Regions from separate parts of the Mus musculus genome. Here region 1 is linked to region 2. A link is a contact called in public promoter capture Hi-C data. All regions are on one chromosome and are shown on one strand. Each heading gives the region's core, a stretch centred on a gene start, on an enhancer-like site or on the middle of the called end of the contact. The rest is flanking DNA. Distances are from core to core; before and after follow the strand shown.

The links. Promoter capture Hi-C pulls out the DNA fragments that hold promoters and counts their contacts.
Region 1: a promoter capture Hi-C map of the C10 cell line shows a contact between it and region 2. The contact joins the promoter of Pate1 here to the promoter of 4933422A05Rik in region 2. A contact is called at or near these places in 6 of 39 promoter capture datasets (the 3T3-L1 cell line, the C10 cell line, HPC-7-derived erythroid cells and 2 more).

Annotation. Positions count from the first base shown.
Region 1 is chr9:35,683,995-35,690,222 of GRCm38.p6, reverse strand. It overlaps Pate1 (prostate and testis expressed 1), which reads left to right and starts at 2,852. Exons shown (of 5, transcript NM_001199953.1): 1 at 2,852-2,903; 2 at 3,195-3,230; 3 at 3,857-3,889; 4 at 4,137-4,259; 5 at 5,000-5,144. The coding sequence starts at 2,852. The coding sequence ends at 5,133.
Region 2 is chr9:35,276,200-35,282,545 of GRCm38.p6, reverse strand. It overlaps 4933422A05Rik (RIKEN cDNA 4933422A05 gene), which reads right to left and starts at 1,441. Exons shown (of 5, transcript NR_040715.1): 1 at 1,340-1,441; 2 at 1-9. It also overlaps the pseudogene Gm5614.

The DNA.
Region 1 (6,228 bases), core at 1,603-4,102, 410 kb before region 2:
GTAATGAGGCTATATTTGATTGTCCCTCACATCACCAAAGGATTTTTACCTCCATGGTAGATAAGCTAAAAGCTGACAGTTCTGCTGCGCCAAGGAATGAACTGTAGGCAAGATTCTTGGGTACAGATTTCCTGCTATGGTCAAAACTTCTTGAATTGAGTGATTGCTGTCATTCTCAACCCGCAAGGAACAGGTTACATTCATTTAAGAAATGGTGTGTGTAGTACGATGATCAATCCGTGAAGTCATTCATCAAATGTTTCATTGAACAATGGTTCTGCTTGGAGGGTGGCACAGACATTAGATGAGAGTAAGATTCTGGCTCATTGGCTGTGATGGTTTTGAAAAGCATTTATCTCAGACTAAGAGTAACTTATAAAGTTCTCTTCTTCAAAATTGATACAATAATTATAAATATCAAGCAAAGCCTTCAGTCTCACTCTTTGCTGTTCTTTCTCTTACAAGCCACCTCTCAAATTAATAGTCTACATTTCTTTTGGCTGTATAAATAATTTTTAAACATGCAAGCTGTTCTGAAAACCATAGTATAGTGAAAAAACATCAAATAAACAATCCTACTGAGAGAGAGGCTGAGATAGAGAAGCATGATTTCAAGACCATTTTGTGGCACACAGAAAGACCCTGTCATGTACAAACAAGCATAAAGTTTATATGGATTGTACAATTCCGGACATTTACCAAATTACCAAATTAGAGCAACCACAGGATGACAGCCAACAAATTTCTAATTCCTCATATTTTTGAATTTCAATTGATTAGGATATGTTGGTAATATTAATTCTCATATTAAGAGATATTAAGGGAAAGTGATTATTACTTCCTGTTAATTTTCTTGTTAGAGGTAGAATTATGTTTGTGTGGGTTTGTTGAAAGATTACTTTCTTGCTTCATCTAGGGTGTAGTTTCACACCTTTGTGTTGGTGTTTTCCATCTATTATCCTTTGTAGGGCTGGATTTGTGGAAAGATATTGTGTAAATTTGATTTTGTCATGGAATATCTCATTTTCTCTGTCTATGGTGATTGGGAGTTTTGCTGAGTATACTAGTATGGGCTGGCATTTGTGTTCTCTTAGCATCTGTATGACATCTGCCCAGGATCTTCTAGCTTTCATACTCTCTGGTGAGAAGTCTGTTTATAAGTCTGATAGGTATACCTTTATATGTTAACTTGACCCTTTTCCCTTACTGCTTTTAAAATTCTTTCTGTTTAGTACATTTGGTTTTTTGATTATTATGTGACAGGAGGAATTTCTTTTCTGGTCCAATCTATTTTCAGCTCTGTAGGCTTCTTGTATGTTCATGGCCATCTCTTTCTTTAGGTTAGGGAAGTTTTCTTCTATATTTACTGGCCTTTTAAGTTGGGAATCTTCACTCTCTTCTATATATATTATTCTTAAGTTTGGTCTTCTCATTGTGTCCTGAATTTCTGGGATATTTTGGGTTAGGAGCTTTTTGCTTTTTGCGTTTTCTTTCACTATTGTGTCAATGTTTTCTATTGTATCTTCTGCACCTGAGATTCTCTCTTCTATCTCTTGTATTCTGTTAGTGATGCTTGCATCTATGACTTCTGACCTCTTTCCTAAGTTTTCTAACTCCAGGGTTGTCTCCCTTTATAATTTCTTTATTGTTTCTAGTTTCATTTTTAGATCTTGGATGGATTTGTTCCTTTCCTTTGCCTGTTTGATTGTTTTCCTGTAACTCTTTAAGGGATTTTTGTGTTTCCTCTTTAAGGGCTTCTAGCTGTTTACCTATGTTCTCCTGTATTTCTATAAGGGAGTTATTTATGTTCTTCTTAATGTCCTCTATCATCATCATGAGAAGTGATTTTACATCTGAATTTTGCTTTCCTGGTGTGTTGGGGTATCCAGGACTTTCTTTGGTGGGGGAATTAGGTTCTGATAATGCCAAGTAACCTTGGCTTCTGTTGCTTATGTTCTTATGCTTGCCTCCTGCCATCTGGTTATCTATAGTGCTATCTTCCCTGGATATGTCTGTCTGGAGCCTGTCATTCCTGTGATCCTGGTTGTATCAGAACTCCTCTGAGTCAAGCTGTCTCTGTGATCCTGTGATCCTATGATCCTGAGATCCTGGGTGTGTCCGAGCTCCAGGGAAAAAAGCTGCCTTTGGGATCTAGAGATCCTGGTGTTACCAAGCTCCTGGGATCCTGGGATCCCCTGATCCTGGGTGTGTTAGAGCACCTGGGAGAGGAGCCGTCTCAGCGTGTTGTGGGGATGGCTGCAGAGTTTGTGCCCAAGGTCTTCTCAGGGCACCAGACCATACAGACCAAAAGAAACCCGTGCCACTGCTCTGGTGGAGTTCCTGCATGCCTGAGTCCAGCTGGTCCCAGTTACTTCCAGTGTTAGGGGACAGATCTTGTGTCCTCCTCACCTGATTCTCTGAACCTGCGCATGTTAGACTGCCTGGGAGTGAAGCTGCCTCTGGGTGTTGTGGTGCTGCATTCTAATTCTTTTTCTTGTATATTCTCTCAGCTTTTACAAGTGTGTTGGTGTAGGTAACTCTGGTCCCTGCTGATACAATCCTGATCTATTCTGTGTACTTTCACAGAGAGATATAATGACAGGATTACATAGCTGGATATCAAAAATCCTGAGAGACATGATGGAAGAAATCAAGCCCAGGACTTCCCTAGTCAGTCTCTCTTCCACCAAGTTACAAAGAAGACATTAGAGTCACTAGTTTTCCTAGGATCAGGGTACGCCTTTTAATGTCTTCTCAGTGTCCCACCCCTAACTCCTATTGAAGAAACTAGCCTTACCACTGTATAAATAGTGGGACTTCCTGTCCTAACCTGAACCTTTCTGCCTCCAAAATGTGCAAGTCCCAATTACTGAGATGCCTCATCTTTCTGTGCTATTTGAAGGGTGAGTCATGACAATCACCAGTTGGTGAGCTGTGTACAGGATCCAGGAGTGTGTAAGAACTCCCATGATAAAGGCCAGCCTTGGCAGCCCAGCAGAAAAAGCAGCTCCTGTGTGTCATGCTTACCACCCACACACTATCAGGTCACTGGGACACTAACCAAAGCCCTCTTGCTCAACGGAGGAAGTAGATGGTTTGCCAACAGATTGACTGATTCCTAGAAGCTGTGAAGTGGGGGATGACAAATTATATTCACAGAGGGTATGAATTTTACCTTTTTGTTTTTTCAACAGTTTTCTCTGGGTCACTTCCAGGTGATGCTAACAAACGTAAGTAGAAACAGATGTGAGAAAAGGCTATGGAGATGGGAGAATTGAGGCTGAGCAGAGTGCAGTGGGCACTGGCAGCTAAAAGTAGCCCACAAATAGATGGAATTCCCACAATGAGCAGTCTCTTCTGGCAGGATTCAGCCACAGTGGTAGCTGTCTTTAGAGCTAACAAAGAATTAGAGCAGAAACCGATCATCCTGGGGGCAAGAACAAAGGACCAGAGAAGTGGAATGTGGGGTTCACAGAAACCAGATGTTCAAATCTAAGGTAGCAACTTCCTGAATTGCAGAGGTCTGTTCTCACTGTCAGATCCCAGCTGAGACCATCATGGAGGTTTAACTGAAGGAAGAAGCTAAAATTAACGATCATGTGTATCTGTTCCCTTCCTTCTGGTCTATGCTATATCTCTTAGGGGTGAAAAGAAGAATCTCAGAGGCTCTAAAGAAATGGAAAGGATAAAGGAAAAAAGTGGGACAAGACAGCATAAGCTGCTATAGGGTGATTTTTTTAAACCTCAAAAAACTCCAAGATGGAAGGCAAAATGCGTCCTGGGGAAAGAGAGGTGCAAAGGGAGGGTAAATCTTAGGCAGAAGTGCAGACTTGTTCTCCTTCTCTCACCTGAACAGCTGGTAAAGTACTGGTTCATGAAAATAACAATGGTAAGTACAAAAAACACCCTAGCCTGACCATCTTGGCACTGATATGTTTCTCTTTTCCTTGTGCCTTTCCCTTTCTATCCCTGCCCATCTTCTAAGCTGAGGCCTCTGGGACCATAAACTCCTGCCAACCTTTTGGTTTTACTCATTCTAGTGCTTTGATGGGACACTCCCAGCTATAAACAGGCTTCACTCAAAGTGGTGAATGGGCTTTTTCCCAGTAATATCCTTTCTCATGTCTCTCTTTAAGTTGTGGAAATTGTGCAGTGTAGGATGTGCCACCTCAAGTTCCCTGGAGAAAATTGCACCAGAGGAAGAGGAATATGTACTGCAACAGCAGAAGAGGCCTGTATGGCTGGGAAAGTCTTCAAAAGTGAGTCGTGGGATAAAGAAGCAAAGACAGGGAAGAGAAAGCAGGACGTGTGGGCCTTGGGGGTGGGCTTCTGGTTACTGTAGTCAGCCTCACTCCTAAAGTAGCTGGTAAAACCCATGATGCACTATGGTAAAAAAAAAAAAAGAAAGAAAGAAAGAAAGAAATGGTGGTGGATGCTGAAGCAGGAGTGATATTCAAGGCAACACTAAGAATCCTGGAGAGGAACAGGGGTGGGAGTGGGGTCAAATGCAGAAAAGATGGAGATAATACTCACTCTCTGGAGACCAGCTGGTTGGTAATGAAAGCCAATCTCTGTGTATCTGCCCAAGGTTTTGCATGAATGGCTCCAGGCTATGAAAACAGAAGGGCCAGTATCACGAATATGTACTGGTTACATCTCCTTCTGAATAAGATGACATGTGATTTCTCTAGTTTCCTACCTTCTGTGATATCCAAGCATTGGAATTTTACAGTAGAAACTCTCACAGTGGTAATCCTTTGTGCACTTAAGCCTCTCATGTTGACCTTTCTACATCCAGTAAAAAAAAAAAAAAATCCTAAAACTGTTCCATTTCTTTTATTTTGGGTAGCCTCCAACTTCCAATGGCTTCCAACCCTTCACATCTGAATAATGGTGTACAAACTCCACATGGTGATTTTTAGATGCTAATGTGGGTTGGGGAGAAGAGATTTGCAGAATCCTCTTCTGGGCTTGCTGATCTGTCCCTCTTCTTCTTCAGGGGATGGTACCATATGGTTAAATTTCATGGGCTGCTTAAAGAACTGTGCTAATGTGAAAAAAATAAAATGGGGCCCCTATCTGGTGGACTTCAGATGCTGCCGGGGCCAAGACATGTGCAATGAAAATTTTTAAATGCTTCTATCTATCTGTGCTCCAAGATGTGGGTGATGGGATGGCCTCTCCACAATGACCTCCTGAGGACAAGCCTGCAAAAAAGGTCTGCAAACGCGTGATTCTGCCTTCTACATGTCAGAGGGAAAGCACCCTTTTTCTAAAGTCCCTTCCTGTTTTGAAACCAATAAAAAGTGAAAAAATAAAACTTTTTTACCAATATCAGCACATGCTTGGGTTGTTGGTAAACCTAGTAGAGCTAGGTTTAACATTGGATAACAAGGTACTAAGGATGAAAGAAATAATTAAAATTCAAAAAAAATGTCTCCTTCCTTTCCCTTCTTCTATTCTGTGGCAGAATTTTTTATTACCATGTAGTAATTATACATAATAATCAGATTTGCTTTAATGTTTTCACACATGTATATAATGTATTCTGATCATATTCATCTGCTCTCTTTGTCTTCAACTCCACTGATCACCTTCTCAACTACCCTCATCTCTACTTTCATGTCGTGTGTGTGTGTGTGTGTGTGTGTGTGTGTGTGTGTGTGTGTGTAGCTCAATGAGTTTAATCAGAGTTGCTTAGAGGAGCATCTATGAAAGGTTATTTATTTACAGGGATGAAGATATGTCTCTCCTTTCCCCATCAAACACTAATCTTATGAGTCCTCTCGGAAGGGTGGGGCCTTATGAGCCCCTCCCCAGATAAGCACAACTGCCATGAAATCAAGAATTCATTAGTCAGATTATTCCCAGAAAACAGAACTTCCCTGCACTCCACCCCAACCATGAGCCCTTCCAGCCTTCCCATACTCTCTTCTGCCATGTTCCCTGAGCCTTGGAAGTGGTGATACAGATATTCTACTCATGGCTTTCTTATGACAAGTTATGAGTCTCTGTAGCTACTACTCAACACTGCAAGAAGCTTTTCTAACAAAAGCAGGCAGCAACACTGGTTTAGAGAGACAAACACAGTTATTTAGAAGGCAAGCTGACAGGTCCATTTACCATGTCCATCATGTCCATTTACCAGACCAGTGGTTATAGCTTTCCCACTAAAGTCTATAACCAGTGTAGCTAAAGATTTATTAATTCTTTATCTTGTTTTTCTCC
Region 2 (6,346 bases), core at 192-2,691:
CACTGTAACCTTCAAACAAAACGAAAGAAAATTTTGTCACAACAACACCACGAGGTAATAAGATTCTCCCCACAAGTGGCTTTAGGACGATCAGCTGCCTGGCTAGACTCCCTCTTTACCCCATACATGGAAATGAGCTCAAAAGGTCTGGGAGACTTACAAGTGCTGATGGTAGACAGTCTCAAAGCTTTAAGGACAAGTATCTATGGTTTGTGTTAGTTAGTAGTTGCTGAGAAAAAGAAGAGTTGACAAAATAAACTCATCCACACAGGAACACCTTCATATTACAAGGTGTGGTGGTTTGAAGATGCTTGGCCCAGGGAGTGGCAGCCACTATTAGGCATGGCCTTGTTGGAGGAAGTGTAGGGGTGGGCTTTGAGACCCTCATCCTTGCTGCTTGGAAGACAATCTGATGCTTTCTAGGAGTGGTGGATCTGAAGGAGAAGGGAGGTGGGATGGAGGGACTGGGAGGAGAAGAGGAAGGGGAAACTATGGCTGAGATGTTATATATGAGAGAAGAGTAAGAAAAAAGGATATGAGAGTGGAAAGACAGAACTGTTGGGAGTGAGAAGTAAATAAAAGAAGGGGATGCTGGGAGAACATGATCAAAATATCTTACATTCATGTATGAAATGAATAAATTTAAAATATTGTAAAATAAAAGAAAGGATGAAGCTTCCTGTCCCGGCCGCCATCGGAGAGCAGCAGCCATGGCTCTGTGCTACCCCATGGCCGTGGGCCTCAACAAGGGCCACAAGGTGACAAAAAATGTCAGTAAGCCGAGACACAGCCGGCGACGTGGGCGCCCCACCATACACACCAAGTTCGTGCAGGACATGATCCGGGAGGTGTGCGGCTTCGCGCCCTACAAGCGGCGAGCCATGGAGTTGCTCAAAGTGTCCAAGGACAAGCGCGCACTCAAGTTCATCAAGAAGAGAGTGGGCACGCACATCCGCGCCAAGAGAAAGCGGGAGGAGCTGAGCAACGTGCTGGCAGCCATGAGGAAGTTGGCGGCCAAGAAGAATTGATGAGCCCTCCCCCAATAAAAGATGGTTCCTACAAAAAAAAAAAAAAAAAAAAGATGAAAAGGGGGAAAGCAGGGCTGAAGAGATGGCTCGGTGATTAAGAGTACTGATTGTTGTTCCAGAGGTCCTGAGTTCAATTCCCAGAAACCATAGGGTGGCTCACTACCATCTATAATCATTGCTGGTGAGAATATATATTAGTGCATTCAGAGTGGAAATCAAATCAACATGGATGTTCCTCAAAAAAAAAAAAAAAAATAGGGTGCTGGAAAGATACCCAAGGGTTAAGAGCATTAGCTGTCCTTCTACATGACCTAGGTTCAATTCCAGTCTGCATGTGAGAGACCAAATCGTTTGGGTTCAGACTCCATCTTAGAAAACCTAACCTAAGGTTGAACGTGAGTTATTAACCAACTGGCACCTAGCACCAGTTTCCAGGTTACCAGATTCCAACCCCACCCCCACCCCCTTCCACAAGACCTGTGCCTAGTACCAGTTTCCAAGTTATTCCCCAACAAATCTGTTTCTCCAGATTAAAAGCCTGCCCCTAACAAACACCTCACTTCTTAGCAACCACCAAACAGGAAGAAAACAGAAGTTAAGTTTATGATTTGGTTCCCAGTACCAGCCAATTATGTTAAAGGTTATAATGGCTCCCCAGTCAGATAGTCCCTTCTTGCTTCTATCATGCTTGCCTAAAACTAGGCTCAGGGCTCCACCTTCCTACTGTGCAAGGGATGCCTGGGAGCCCAAGCTCCAGCTTGAATAAGGAGACGCTAATGCAACTGCATTGGATTCAGCTCCTTGGTGATCTTTCGGGGGTTCACAAATGTTTCCTGGCATACATAACACATGATGTGAGAGAGCTATAGCGGAGCTTCAAGAGCATCATGCCCATGGCAGAGACACATGGGGATCTAGAGCTCAGAGAAACCAAGGAAAAAGACCAACTGTCATCAGCACACAGGAGGAGGGTGCCAAGCTCACCTGGATCTGCAGGTGAAAGTGGAGCTCAGCAGGGTGTCTGCCCAGAACCCTTCTAAAAGCCTGGATGTCAATCAAATGAGAAGGCATAGAAGGAGCTCTTGAAGCCCTGAGCAGGAGACCCAGTTATCAGATGTAAAGACACATGTAGTTTGAAGGCTGAAAATGGATTTGTGGGCTTAGGTAGAACATTCCCAGGCTGAAAAAAATCCCACATACCCAAGAGGCAAGTTACTGCTCTCAGAGTGGGCTTCGGGTGAGCCACCTGCCCCTCCAGACTCTGCAGTACTTCTCAGAGGCACAGATACATATCTCATAGAAGGCTAACAACAAAGCTGTACTTGGGCAGCTTTTTGGCATTTCCCATCACAAGTTCTCATTTTTAAATTATGTGCATGTATGACTTTAAGGGGGAAGAAAAGAGGGGGACACCATCTTCACACACTAGTTACATGATGTAACTGCTGTTGATCAACATTCTAACCCGGTGAAGTTCATGTTAGGCATGGCACAGGTTCCTCCAGTTTCTCAAACCATGCTAACAGATCCTCTTACTGTATCTGTGACAATTACAGATGTCACCTTATACAGCAAGACCCACTGCTTAAGCAGGCCAACCCAGCAAGGATCTGATAAATATTTAAACCCTTTCTAAGGTATAAGAGAACACAGAAAAGGGACTTCGTTGTTTTCCCTGCCTCAAACACTGCTGTGAAGAGAAGCTCCAACAGGGAAGTCCAGTTCTCTCTAGAAGATAGGCACAGCCTTGGTATGCCCTACATCCAGGCTGGCCTTTGGGCTGCTGCCTGGCTCCTGGGAGGTAGCAGTGCCTGAGAGTTCTCCAAGCACCTACCAGGTCATGGCCCACCCCATTGGCCATTTGGGTTTCTGAATCAAAGCCAATTAGTGGTATTTTCTAGGTGTCAAATTCTTGTCCCTGTGTCTTTCAATTTGAATCAATCGAGCCTCGGATAACCCTCATTGGCTACCATACTGACACTGTGCAAAGCTTGTCCCTGTATCTTGAGAAGCACAGATAATGGCAAACAAACAACGTGTGTAGCCTGCTGCCAAACTCAGACACCATGATTTTAGATGATCAAGTGTTGCTAAACCTTTTCCTCTTTGCCGATAGGAAACGTGTCTAATGAGCTGAAGACAGGGGCAAGAAAGATTTATTCAGATTGCCAGCCAAAGGAGATGATGCCAGGCTGTCTCCAATAAAGATCATCTTAGCTTATTATGGTTTGAGCCCTTTCATCCCTAAGCAAGGGGCAAGAACTGGAGCTTATGTTGAGAAACTTCTAGCTGCCACTTCAGGGATCTCCAATGGGACTATCCTGACAGTTGCTATGCAGGTAGCCATAAATATGTACTGCCTCCATAAATACTAAAAACATCATAGCGACTCTTATTTTGGATAGAAGCAATCCATTGGCCTTAGAAGCCAAAACTTTCCTGCCAGCCATTCAAGATAGAAAGAGAAAAGTTTCAGACTCCCAGTCCTGGACAAACATTTTCTTAAGTGATGGGCATGTCTGCATGCTGAGCTGAGCTGAGCAGACATCTGGCCCCAAAAGCAAGCAGATTCACTATAAAGAAAGAGATGCCAAGCCTTTAATCATCCAAGCCATCCACTGACATGTGTCTAAATGGTCATTGCTGTCAGCAGGAAAGCCTTCACTTCTCTAAAAGATAACTTAGGCAACCATTGCTATAACCCACATCAAGGTGACACCTATATCAAAACTAGTGCCTGACTAACAATATATTGCTCAGCTACCTGGCCACATTTAGTGATTTTTACAACCCATTAAAGCCAAGTCTGAGGAGCATTTTCTCGATTAAATGTCCTCTGCAGGCAAGCTGTGTCACCCCCGGGCAAGTGGCCCTGGATTGCACAAGCGAGCACACTGAGCAAAGCCATGGGGAGGAACCCTGTAAGAATGATTTCTCTGCTTCAGTTTCTGCCTCCAGGTTCCTGCCTTAGTTTTCCTCAATGATACACTGTAAGCTATGAAACGAAATAAACCCTTTATCTCCAAGTTGTTGTTTTTGGTCATGGTGCTTATCATAAAAACAAAAAAAGCAAACTAAGACATACTCTGAGTAAAAGACTATCTTTTAGATTTTTAAAAAATAAAAATTAATGTTGTATAAGAGAATCATGCTCTCTGCCTCCAAATTCATGTATTAAAGTCCTGTGGTGTTCTGAATGAGAAATGTCCCGGATTGGATAGGTTTGGGTGTCTGAACACTTGTCTCCCAGTTGACGGCACTGTTTGGAGTGATGGTGTAGCCTTGCTGTAGGAAAGCACACCCCAGGAGCAGGTTTTCAGTGTTCATAGTCTCAACCCACGTTCAGTTCCTTTCTCTGCTTCATGCTTATGGTTAAAGATGGGATTTCTCAGCTTCCTGCTCCAGCTGCCTGCTGCAGTGCTGCCTGCAAGCTGGAGAGGAAAGGGCTTATTCAGCTTACACTTTCACACACTGTTTGAAGGAAGTCAGCATAGGAACTGAAACAGGGCAGGATCCTGGAGTCAGAGTTGATGCAGAGGCCATGGAGGAATGCTACCTTACTGGCTTGCTCCCCTTGGTTTCCCAGCCTGCTCTCTTCTAGAACCCAGGGGTGGCCTCACCCACAATGGGATGAGAAAATACCTTACAGCTGGATCTTATGGAGGCGTTTTCTCAATCGAGTGCCGTGAGACCCTGTATAAGAAATAAAAAATGAAAATTTGAAAGCTAACGGACAAAAGCAGTGTGACCTTCATGATGACACTTCATGGTGACACTCAGCAGGATAGCCAATGCGGCAAGTTCTGAGGTTGTGCCAACCTAGGCAGTGATCTTCCTCTGAACATCAGGGAGCTAGTCACACTTTTTTGTTTCTTGAGAAAGTTCATGAGAACTGTGAGCATTCCTGGGTTCTCTCAGCCTACTAAACATTCAGTTTATCACTAAAGAATGATGTTTCCATCAAGAAGACAGCCAGCAGGAGGATGAGGACACACATCCAGTCACTTTTCTCACATGCCCTGACTATTTCACTCTCTTCTTTCCATACTTTCCAACGAACTCCAACTTTCTTCAATTCAGCCCAACTATGAGTTGTATCTGTGTAAAAGAAGGTTTACAAAGACCAGGATAAGAACTAGATGTATCCATCGACAGGGAGGTCCATTCCATTGCATGGGTGCTCAGCACGGCCATCTCCTTCATGTGAAACAAAGGCAGGAGGCCTTATTAAATGGCAGCACCAATATCATCAGTCATGAGTTACCCAAAGCCATCCCTAGAAAAGACAAGCATTGCATACAGCAGAAATGCCAAACACAAATTTCAAGGAAGTCTCTCCCTAAATGTCTAAATCACCCATTTAAACAGATCCAAACTAGTAATCTAAAGACCAAATTCAACCTCCAAATATGTGCTTAGCTACCTGAGTGTGTGTGTGTGTGTGTGTGTGTGTGTGTGTGTGTGCGCGCGCGCGCGCGCGCGCGAGTGCATGTGCCTATCTATGTGTATGTACCTGTGGGTGTATGTGTGTAAAGGCCAGAGGATGGCATGGTCTTTCTCAATCAAGCTCTAAATTTTTAGACTGCCCGAGGGATCCTTGTCTCTGCAGCCTTGGCACTGCGAGTTACTGTGCCTGGCATTTAAATGGGCACTGAGGATGGAACTCAGGGCCTCAGATTTGCACAGCGAGCACTTATACCAGATATTTCTGTGAAATCTCCCAATCTATTGCTATCTAAATAAAAGCATTTTAAAATATATGTGAGCACTACCAGCCTGAGTGTTTTAAATTTGTTGTTTGTTCACTTTACTAAACCAGCATATGTCTTGCTACACTCTAAATATTTGTCGTTTCATCCACAGATAAGCGTTCTTACCCCTCATCAAGGAAACATCTCTTTCCAACAGATGAATATCATTACAGAAAACCACAACCGATCAAAAGTAGCGTTGTAGAGCCCAGTCCCAGCTGATACATCTTACAATACAACCCCTATTCGTAAGGTTCAGGAATCACTGCAGAACATGGGGAGGAAAGACTGTAAATGCAAGAGTGTCCGAGAGGTTGCTGTGAGACCACATCTCTTAGAAATGCCAGAAGCTACATCCACGAAGTCGTATCACCATGGCTGCTGAGTATGACCTGAACAAGGATGACGCCAGCGGACGCGCTAATGTGGAAGGGAGAAAGTGTGAGGCCTTAACCCTGCCCAGAGAACAACAGGCAACTAACCAATGCTGGAGGGGGAGAGAGAGAAAGAGAAAGGAGCACACGACTAACCAATGCTGGAGGGGGAGAGAGAGAGAAAGGAGCACAG